Linked DNA regions of Neogale vison: region 1 is linked to region 2. The links are chromatin contacts, called in public Hi-C maps. All regions are on one chromosome and are shown on one strand. The core of a region is the stretch at or near the end of the contact, and the rest is flanking DNA. Distances in the headings are between cores, read along the strand shown.

Region 1 (6,130 bases), core at 1,255-3,754, 150 kb before region 2:
GAGCCTGCCTTTCCCTCTACCTGACACTCACCCTGCTTGTGTGTACTCTCGTGAACTCTCTCTCTCTCTCTCTGACAAATCGATCTTTTTTAAAAATGTTGACTGGGTGCTAGTGCACTGTGAGAGCTGTTTTCAGTACATCATCTTCCTAAAATTCCTCAAAGCAACCCTACATGCCAATGATTGTTTTTATTTTATAGATGGAAATTGAGAAACTGAGCAACCCACCCAAGTTTATCATGGAGTTGGGATTCAGGTTCAGATTGGCCTCATTCTAAATCCTTGCTCTTAGCTTTATTTACACCAGTTACCTCTAACTAACAAGGCACAGATTCCTTATTATGAGTCATTTCCTTCCAAACTGTAGGGATTTTTGTTTGTTTGGCTATATAGAGCATTATTCTTAACCTTACTGATTTTTATTAAGACCACATTTTTGTTGGAAGAGAAAGGGGTAAATTGAACCCAGAAAACTCTGTTTTTTCCAACTCTTGCAAATTAGAAATCAAATTACACCCTTTGCTTATTAAAACTATTAGGAATCTCCCCATTCAGCACAACACATAATTTTCTCCTTCATCTGGCATCAATCTGTTTGAAATCAGGCAGACCTGTATCAAGATTCTGACATTTTACTTACCAGATCTGCAGGCCTTGGTTAAGTTGAGCCTTCTGACTCTCAGTTTATTCATCCACGAAATGGGAATCCCTACCTTACAGGTTAGCTATCAGCATGAAATAAGATAATATACTTAAAGGACCCAACCTACACGTATTTGCTTAATAAATGGCTGTGTGCAATACTGGAGTAACTTGATTTGTGAGTAGCAAGCCAAATCAATAATCTGAGGGAGAAAGAGGTAAGAGAGAGAGTACCCTGACCACCAGGTGTCACCACTGACCCAAAAGAGCTGGTCTAACAGCCCGAAGTGGCCAGGTGGGACCCGGAAAGAAAAGGGTAAGACCCAGGGTAAGATAGTCATTTGCACCCACAGGACATTCAAGAATTGGTTTTGGCTTTTCCACACTTGAGGAGCTGGTACAATATTTGCTGTACCATTTTAAGTTACACTGTTCTCTCACCAGTGTGTTATGATTGTAGTGCAATTAATTAGCTGGATAACCACAAAAGATTTGGCAGCACAGTTTAATCTTAAAAAGTATCCTCGGGTAACTGTTTTTTTAATTCTGAGAGTCGATAACGCTTTATATATCCTTTGCTTTGGCCAACTAGGCATTTACATTTTCTGGCATCTATAGGCTTCAGCGTTGCCACCGCAGCCAATTTTCTGACCCCAATTTCAAAACCCATTGACCTTCTGGGTTTACACTAGTAGGGATGACAGGTAAAAAGAAAGAATATTTCTAGGATAAAAATAAAGTCTATGAGTCGTAAATTTAGGCAAAATAAGCATCAACTGTCCATCTCTTCCCTTGATCTCAGGAACTTTAAAATTCATTTTTAAAAAATTCCATAAATCTCCTATTTTCTTAAGGAAAACTAACTTAAGGGTAAATCTGTCAACCTGCCAAACAGACCTTAAGTGACTCAAGGAACACTATCACCCTTGGCTTCATTCTGTAACCTGCCAATGACTCTCCCGGAGAATGCCCAGGGCCTCATTTCAAAATGAGGGCAGGTCTGGGCTCTCCTTCTGGTTCTAAGTCCTTCACACTGAGAGCCACTAGTGGCAACCTCAAGACTGGTAATTCAGTGAGTGTTAGCGCGTAACTGGAGACGCAGCGCTCCTATGAGGCACAAACTGGTGTCTCCTGGCCAGGGAACACTTGACTTAAGTCAAGCCTGATAGGGCCTACCGTGGTTGCATCCTGGGCTTCTGAGTCCCCGAGTAAGCACCAAGAGAAAAGGAGTTACGCTAAGCACATGTTTCTGACCAGGGCCAGGACTCTTGAAACTCAAGCAGTTTGGGTTCTTTTTGGTTTTGCAACAACAATTCGAGTTCCATTTTACATTTCGCAAATATGAAGATGTCTTAAGAGAAACCAGAAGTATTCTCTCCCTTCTGGCCGTGGCTCCCATTCCTAGAGCACTGAGGAGGGAAGCGCAGATACCAGGAACCATCTGGAATCAGGAGACAGGAGCCAAGCCCAGCCGAGATGGACCCATTTGCGAAGCACTTTGTGCAGATCAATGAACTCCTGATTTCAGACCGGTCTCTAGAGAAAGAGAAGCTCTAGAGAAAGAGAAGAGAGCAAATGGGCCAAGCAACGACAAGCTGCCCATCGAAGAAACCCCAGCGGGGCGGGCGCAGCGGCTCGCCGGGGCGCGGAGGGCGCGTTACCTGGGGGACTCTGCGGTGAAGCTGCCGCCGTCCAGCAGCCGCATCTTGCAGAAGAGGACCCCATTGACGAAGGGCACCGAGGAGAGCTCTTCCAGCTCGAAGTCCACCTTAAACTTAAACTTCTTCTTCTTCATCATCATGAGCGCCAGACGCCGGCGAGCGGGATGCGGGGGCGGCCCCAAGGGGCGCGCGGGCCGGCGCCGCCGCCTCAGCTCACCGGAGCCCCGAGCCCGCGCAGCCCCATGGCCGGGGCCGCGAGCTGCGCGCGGGGGCGCGGCCGGAGGGCGCCGCGGGCCGGCCGGAGCCGGGGCAGGGGCCGCAGCCGCCGCCTCTCGCGGCAGCCCTGGCCGGAGCGCGGCGGCGCGGACCCTGCCCGCCCGCGGGGAGCGGTCGTGCTGCAGCTCGCCTGGGCTGTGGGTGCCCTTTCGGTGTGCAGCTGGTCGCCGCCGCCGCCGCCCGTCTGAGAGCTGGGAAAGGCGAAGACTGGAAGACCGCCGCTGCCGCCGCCGCCTCAGAGCCACGGGGCCCAAGGCGCCCCCAGTGGCGGCGCCCAGCAGCGCACCGCGGGGCGGAAGCGAGAGGGCGGGCGAGGAAATTCGGGGCGGGCGGGCGCTTCGCCGGGAAACTGACCCACGACGGCAGTTAGAGCGTCACGCCTCTCTGGGGTTAAAAAAAGACAAACCCAACCAAAAAGGAGCTTCCTTCTACAGCTTCCTCTCGGCCTGGTTTCAGTTTTTGCTCCGCCTCCTGTTTCCCCTCCCCCTCGAGATTTTTTTTTTTTTCCTCTTGGGTTTGAGAGTCATGGGTTAATAGGGCTAATCAGAATCTCCACGACGTTGTTTACGTCAAATTGAAATCTTAAACTAAAATATGGTTTAGATACTCTAAATTCACAAGGCTTCTAATATAAAATGAGGACGAGGTAGGAAAAAGGAAAGGGATTAAAATGCGTTGAGGGTCTTCCAGGTGGTCAGGCACTGCACTGCTTTAGGCATTTTCTCTTATTTATATTTTAATTCCTGTCCCCCAGGATAAAAGAGTACAGGAGGGGTAAAATACAATACCTTACCTTTTAAAATACGGCTGTCCATAACGGAGAACTGAAAAGCCTGAAAATAAAGTCTAAGATGCAGAGCAATTACCTTCCTTCCATAGGCTTGTGTATGTTGTTACAATATATGTTGCCCACTTGGTTACATAAAGTTAGTTTTTTCAGACTGAGTTATTGCCCTTTTAACTCAAGATTGCCACTAATCTCTGAAAGCCTGTAACTGCAGAGATTCTCCTTCCCAGTTCACTCAATTATTAAGGCCTTCATTCATATAAAATACTTTTTAATCCCCTAGAATGTCAGTCACTGGCTACACCAAGTGATCAAAAAAATGAAGACAAAAACCCGCCTTCAAGAATTTTACCATCTAGTGAGAGACATATGTAAATCATTCATTAAAAACTAAATCTCACATCAGGTTGTGTTTGTTCAGAATAAGTAAGCAATTTGTCTAGAACTTAGAAGAGGAAGCAATTAGGCAAAGTTAATCTGTGTTCTGAATTTCAAAGAATGTGTAGGATTTGCCTGGGATGTTCTAGGTGCAAGAAAAAGAAGACCCAGAGGCAGATTTAGGAGTTGGGCCTGGGGATTTGGTGGTGGATAAAACTGGCTGCCCAGGAGGGCAGGAGACAAAAAGCAGTTGGAAGAGATAAGGAGACTTTGGGGTTTGTAACTTGGACATAGAGATGCATGTTAATTCCATTGGCTGAGTTTTGGAAGCAGGAGGAGGGCAGGTTGGAAATGGAAGCATTATTTGAACTGCCTATGAGATATCCAGGGAGAGAAGGGCAGCCTTAGCTCAGGTGAAAGGTTGAGATTGAAAACATGAGGAAATTAGAGTATTTCCTGAAGGCTGAAGCCCCCAAAGGTGAATAAAATATTCTGAAGAATATTTAATGGGTAGATGGAAGAAGAGAAGTCTGAGGGGCCTGAGAACAATCAGAGAAGGAGGAGATCAAGAAAGAGAGATGGAAAAAATAAGAAGAAAGAAGGAAGGGAGGTGGGGAGGAGGAAGAGCAATTACCTGAAAACCAAGAGTTTTAATCATTTAACATTCATAGTTATTAAGACCTACTATGTGCCAGGTACTATACTACTATGCTTGGGGCTAGAGATAGAAATGAAGAAGACATATGGGGACTTATAAATGAATGGAGGATAGCATAGATATGCAAACAAATCAATGAGAGAGAGAGACAGATCCATGATTCCCAGACAACAGAAGGAGTTTCCAGAAGTGCTGCAGAGCATTCCTAGAGGATTTGGACTGAAAAGAATCTATTAGGGGCGCCTGGGTGGCTCAGTGGGTTAAAGCCTCTGCCTTCGGCTCAGGTCATGATCCCAGAGTCCTGGGATCGAGCCCCGCATCGAGCCCCACATCGGGCTCTCTGCTCGGCAGGGAGTCTGCTTCCTCCTCTTTCTCTCTGCCTGCCTCTCTGCCTACTTGTGATCTCTGTCTGTCAAATAAATAAATAAAATCGTAAAAAAAAAAAGAATCTATTAAATTGAAGAGCGAGGAGGTCCTTGGTACTATTGGCAAGAGAAGTCCCTATAAAAAATGGTGGCAAAGTAAGATTAAAATGGTCTGGGAAGTAAATGGAAGGTAGTCATGAAGAGTGGGTCACTAAAAACTATCTTTTATGATTTTTGTCAGTGAATGAAAAGAGACAGGGCAGTGGCTAATGGAGGAGGGTTCAAGCTTTTTCAATAACATTTAGGTACTATCTAAGATTTATTGAGAACCTGTTATGTACCAAGCACCTTAATAGGTCCTAGAGATCTGAGCTGCAGTCCCTGTTCAATATCTTTACAGTCTAATGGAGGACACAAATATGCAGGCAGTGGCAGTGCAATATAACACTGAGTACTATCTGTATATGATGGTGAATAGAGGCTGCCTTGGGAGTACATAATAGCCTCTAAGTAGGATAAGTAGGTTTATGGAAAATAAAAAAATGTTATGGACATTTGCACTGATGTCTGAATAATGGGGTGGGGGGTAGGGAGCAGTTTCGAGGAAGAAAGTACTGCATGTGCAAAGACTCAAAGGAAGAGAGACCACGTTGCAGGAGGAACTGAAAGTTGTTCAGTCTGGCTGCAACTTACAGTGGGGTGTTATGACAGGGATGTATTAGTCAACCATTGAAGTTTTAACACAGAGGAATGTGAAGGGGCCTGATTTGCATTTTATAAAGAGCTCCAGCTGGAGGAAGGGAGTCTAGTACTCTCTTTTTGATCCATGGTTTGATTATGAAATAACTTGTATGAATTAAAGCCCAAGCGAAAAACAGACATCATACTCAAAGTGTTTAAATGAGGAAAGTTAAATGAAAGGACTCTACTGAGGACTGGGTGAGGACCACACAGTCTGTTGGGAGCTGAAAGGAGGGAGGATAAATATCCTGACCTCTCTCACTTTCTGCCTGCTGATCTCCTGCTGGTACCTCCCATGTTCCGAAGCCAGAGGGCAAAGGGACCTGGGAGATGCAGCCCATAGAGGATGACCTCACCCAGTACCTGGCATTAGTGGATATTCAATAAATGCTGCTTGAACTGTTCTGAATTTTGGACCAATCCTAAGTGTATTACCTCTGAGGTAAAACAATAAAGATGGTAGACATGAGCTAAGACTACTTGTGTCAGAGATTTGGTAGTCTCTTCTGCTATAGAAGCAAGTATTAAAGGTCTTCAACTAAAAGGAGTAGGCAAAAGAAAAAGTAACCATACCAAACAATTAGAGAATAATTATGTAAGTTAAAGTTAGGTTAAGCTACAC
Region 2 (5,286 bases), core at 1,825-4,324:
TCCCCTCCTGCCGGCACTCCCCTCCCAGCTTCTATTTGGCACTGACCACCCTTCATCTTTAGGTTACAGCACCCTCTATTGAGCTGTTCGCAATATTACATGGTGGCCATTTTCCCTAATAGTGGCTGTTTTTCCTTCAGGAAATAACAGTCTGAAAATGTTGAACTTTCTGCAAATCGAATTGCTCTTACACTCTTTGAAACTTATAAAGATACAGGTACAGCCATATTACTACGAAGAAACAAGTGATGGTGAGTTTGAAGATGTTACAAAGACATACGCAGACAAACTTTAATGTAAAAGACATGAAAGATTTGAATATATGTAGCACCTTGTTATCTTGAAATCTGTCTCCTAAATGACTTAGAAAATCTGGGAAGAATATTCACTTAGCTTAATGTGATAGAATTAAAACTTAAAATGAAGGTTGTCTCCATGGAAGATGGTAGTATTTAAAACAGCTAGAAGCTGGGAAAAGTAGTTGCAAGCTGAATTGGGCTGAACCCCCAACTTCTGTCCTGACCACAGAAATGAATCAGGGTAAGGAAATCTGAGGGAGTTCAAAGTTTCTCCTCTTGACCTCTACAGGAACCACTGGTCTTTGGGAATTATTAACACAGAAATGGATAGGGATGCCCTCTCTCTTGCAGATGTAAAGTTTTATTCTCTCATGCAGGAAGTTTCTATTGTTGACTTTACTTTTATTCTGTACGGTAACAGTGTCTTCTTAATCTGTTGTGGACACATACTGTTGTAAAATTCAGTAAAAATGATTTATTAGAAAAGTGAAATTAAAAAGATAATTCATGAGCTATTATCAGATTCAACAAACAAAAGTACTCCATCAAAACTGCTATAAAGTTTCTAAATGCTTCTAAATCTTTGCTTTAGCTTGTTGTGAACAGGTAGCAGCTCGCAGTCTGGCACTAGAGTGCAAACCACACTTTGAATGGTATTATTTTTACTAGCAGAGTGTCTCAAACGTTAATATAGGAAAGGATCACCTGGGGCTCTTGCATAAGTGCAGCTCTGGGGTGGTCCTGAGACTATTTCCTAAAAAGTTCCCAAGTGATACTGATGCTGCTGGTCTGTAGCCATAGTGTTGTGTAACAACACGTCATGAACTGTTTTTGAATAAAACTGCTATAATCGGGTGCCTGGGTGGCTCAGTGGGTTAAGCCGCTGCCTTTGGCTCAGGTCATGATCTCAGAGTCCTGGGATCAAGTCCCACATCGGGCTCTCTGCTTGGCGGGGGGCCTGCTTCCTCCTCTCTCTCTGCCTGCCTCTCTGCCTACTTGTGATCTCTGTCAAATAAATAAATAAAATCTTTAAAAAAAACTGCTATAATCTTTCTTGTACAAGTTTTTGTGTGAACATAAATTTTCTCAGTCAAAATTTTGATGGACAATTTCTCCAATTACTGCAAAAAAAAAAAAATGTAAACCATTCAAGTCTAGGATGACTATTTCAAGCAGCATTTCCGAGTACAGAGTATACACAGTGGAGGTTAAAAGAGGTTATTAAGGACAGATACAACAATCTGATGACATTGGAAGGCTTTTCCAAGGAAGAGGATAATTCTTTTTTTTTTTTTAAAGATTTTATTTATTTATTTGACAGACAGAGATCACAAGTAGGCAGAGAGGCAGGCAGAGAGAGAGGGAGGAAAGCAGGCTCCCTGCTGAGCAGAGAGCCTGATATGGGGCTCGATCCCAGGATCCTGAGATCATGACCGGAGCGGAAGGCAGAGGCCTAACCCACTGAGCCACCCAGGTGCCCCAGGAAGAGGATAATTCTTAAGACCAGAAATTGGAAGTAATATAAAGAAATAAATTGATCACACCGTGATTTAACTAAACAGACAGCCCTCAATTTGCAACTCTAGATTCACATATATCTTAAATGTAAAAAATGATATGGGGGAAGTGACTCAGGGTTCAAGTTCCTGGGTTTTGTTGGAAGAACGAGTGTTTGCTTAGTGATTCAGAGTATGTGGGGAGAGCCTTACAAGTACCCAGTTGTATTTTCTGTAAATAAAGGAATGCAATGACAGTTTCTGTTTAGCAGCTATGAATGAACAGAAAATTATTAGTTTATGATATCCCATTTGGCACTTGTGCGTATTAAGACCTTTTGCATACAATCTACAACATTGTCATGAGGCAGATATTCCTGCTTTCATTTTACTGATAAGAGGCTGCTCAGAGAGGCTCTGCCACATTTACAGGTTTACAGAGCGGAAGGCATTTTCGACGTCCAAGGATCCCGGTCTTATTCCATGTTATGAAGTAAGCCCTAAATTTGGAATTGCACCCATTCCCGAGAGTCAGGGACCTGAGGTTTTGCTCACAAATGCTGTTGGCAAATCCTGTGATTTATCAGCGGGCAGATCAAACTAAGCTGTAGAGCCAAGTAGCCTTTCTTTTTACCACCACCCACCTGGACGAACCTTGAATTTCTCTTTCTGATACCCCAGTTTTATTGAGGTGTAATTGACATGTAATATTGTATTGGTTTCAGGTGCTGCTTTTGTTCTTTAAATTGCTTTCAGCTTTAACTCCTCTGCTTCTTAAAGAAGAATTCCCAACCCAGGAGAGCAAGCACTCAATTTCCTCATTTTTGTCAATAGAAAACAGGTCCAGAGATGGGTAGTATCTGTGGAGCCTCTCGGAAAAAGTCCGAGATCTGTGCCGCCCGACGGGTCCCAAATGTCTATGCAGAGAAGGCTGACTACCTGTGGGCAGTTTGCAGACTCCAAGCTGTTAGGTATGGGAGCTTGAAGTGGAGTAACCCAAGCTTCGAACTTTCTCTCCCCCTCCCCCAGCACTTAATCAGCGGAAGCCCAAAACCAAGGCCTCTGGGGGGTTTCCCCCTCGAACCTGCACCTCTGACAGCTCACGGAGAAAGAGCGGAACTCTTTCCCCAGGTCCCAACGCCCCTCCCGAGACCCACCCGCCGGCCTCTCACTTCCTGCCCTTGCCAGGCAGCTCCGGGCCCGCCCCTCCACGCCTCTCAGGGAGGCCGGCGCCCGGCGAGCTCCTCCCCGGGTAGCAGCGGGAGCGGCCACTCCCTGCGCGCCGAGCTGGGCTGGGCCGGGGTCTGCCTCTGCTCTTGCTCCCTGGACGCCTCGAAACCAGGCGGCGGCCGTCGCGCGGGACCTCGTCGCGCCCGGCAGTCCTCGTCCCCGTGACCCCCCTGGGCTGGGCCGCCCCTCGCCTCCCGGACCATGCTACGCTGGCTGCGGGGCTTCGTGCTGCCTGCGGCGGCCTGCCAGGACGCGGAGCCGCGGACGCGCTACGAGACCCTCTTCCAGAGGCTGGACCACAACAAGGACGGCGTGGTGGACATCCGCGAGCTTCAGGAGGGGCTCAAGAGCCTGGGCATCCCGCTGGGCCAGGACGCCGAGGAGGTGGGTCGCTGTGCGTCCGGGAGGGCTGCGGAGATTCTGGGCGCGGGCGGCGGAAGGCGGAACTGCGGGTTCCAGCCCGCGACTGGGTTCCGAAGCTCGGGAGTGGGGCACGGGGCCAGTTACTCCCGGAGCCGATGCGCGTCAGCCTGAAAGCCTACAGGTATTTTTCCGAATGAAATGAGTGCAGCGAACATGGTGGCCCACTGTAACAATATAAAGCGCTGTTCCATAGCACTTTGGGTAGGAATGCATCCCAGGTCCTTCACCTGCCTTTTTGCAAAATTAATCAGTAATTTTTTTTTGAGCTCTCAGACTTAAATGGGCCTCACGTTCCGTAAAAGGCTCATATTTTGCATCCCTTAGAAGCTGCTTTTGTTACACTAGCTAGTTTTGTCTAGTCTTTCAGAACTTTTGAAAACCAAAAACCAATCCTTTGTTTCTTCCAGCTTCCTGTTGAGGAGAGGCAACATTCCATTGTTTAAGACCTTCTTAAATGTCCTAACTGCATAAATTCATCTAAAGGGTTGGCCGGTCGCTGAGCAGTTTCAACTTCTCTGAGTCATTTTAATTGTGACTCTGAAGCTCAGCCCCTTTACCAGGGTGGAGATACTTGGAACCTCTCCAACTCCTCTGAAACATAAGAGGACACTATGGCATTCCCTATCCCAAGAGGGAAGGTGATTAAACTCCAATAGCCAACAACTGTTTCACAGTTATATTTTAAGCTACCCGTTCAATGTCTTTAGTAGTTCTAGGTGCCTTTAGTTTATTTACTATTTCTTATTGAGTCAGATTTAGTGAGTTACAATTTTTAGAAGACTTGTCTCCAAGGTTCGTTAATACTCAATTATGATTTTTTAGAACGTTCTGACTCTATGTGTGGTTATATGCTCTATTTCATTTCTGATATCGAGCTCCACCCCCCACACTTCAGTCTTGCCAAAGATTTGTCTACTTTATTTATCCTTTGAAATAACCAACTTTTGGTACTTTTGACTGATGTTCTCTTTTTAATTTTTTTCTCATTAATTTCTGTATATTTCCTTCTATTTTCTTTGGGTGTACTCATTTGCTCTAATTTTTTAGTTGAATGCTGATTCCTTAGTTTTGAGCTACAATATCCCTTTGATCACTTTTTTGCCTTTAAAGTCAATTAGCCAACATAGAGTACATCACTAGTTTTGGGGGTAGTGTCCAGTGATTCATTAGTTGCATATAATGTCCAGTGCCTTTCACATCATGTGCGCCCTCTTTAATTCCCATCACTCAGTTGCCCTATTCCCCCACCTACCTCGCTTTAGCGGCATTTCACAAGTTTGTATTTCTGTTTAGTTTCAAGTACTTTGTAATTTCCAAAGTGATTTCATCTTTGACCCTGAATTATTTAAATATATGCTTTAAATTCCCAAAGACCTGCTTTTTCAGTTGGTTCTTTGAAAATATGAATGAAATAGGGATGCCTGGGTGGCTCAGTGGGTTGGGCCTCTGCCTTCAGCTCAGGTCATGATCTCGGAGCCCTGGGATCCAGCCCCGCATCAGGCTCTGTGCTTGTTGGGGGGCCTGCTTCCCCACCCCCTCCCCCCCGCCTGCCTACTTGTGATCTCTTGATCTCTCTCTCTCTCTCTGTGAAATAAATAAAATCTTTTAAAAATATATGACTAAAATAGACAAGCCTCTGACAACATTAAGAAAATATGAACTCAAAATCAGGAATAAGAAATATGTTTAATTTTCCAAAATTTATATATGAACAAATTATAAATTGTATAGAATCACTCTATACAAACATACAATAGGATGGCATATATTTATCACTGTCATATATATGTATTTTATACATAAGGATAAAATGTACTTTATACATACTACACATATTT

What was found. Hi-C and Micro-C count contacts between places; a contact is called where the count stands out from the background.
Region 1: a Hi-C map of fibroblasts shows a contact between it and region 2, with 4 times the contacts expected there. The contact joins the promoter of FAM102B here to the promoter of LOC122900265 in region 2. A contact is called at or near these places in 2 of 3 Hi-C or Micro-C datasets (fibroblasts and muscle).

What each region holds. Positions count from the first base shown.
Region 1 is chr2:92,942,212-92,948,341 of ASM_NN_V1, reverse strand. It overlaps FAM102B (protein FAM102B), which reads right to left and starts at 2,504. Exons shown (of 11, transcript XM_044238802.1): 1 at 2,304-2,504. The coding sequence starts at 2,443.
Region 2 is chr2:92,792,169-92,797,454 of ASM_NN_V1, reverse strand. LOC122900265 (calcium-binding mitochondrial carrier protein SCaMC-1) reads left to right here and starts at 3,074. Exons shown (of 10, transcript XM_044238800.1): 1 at 3,074-3,409. The coding sequence starts at 3,227.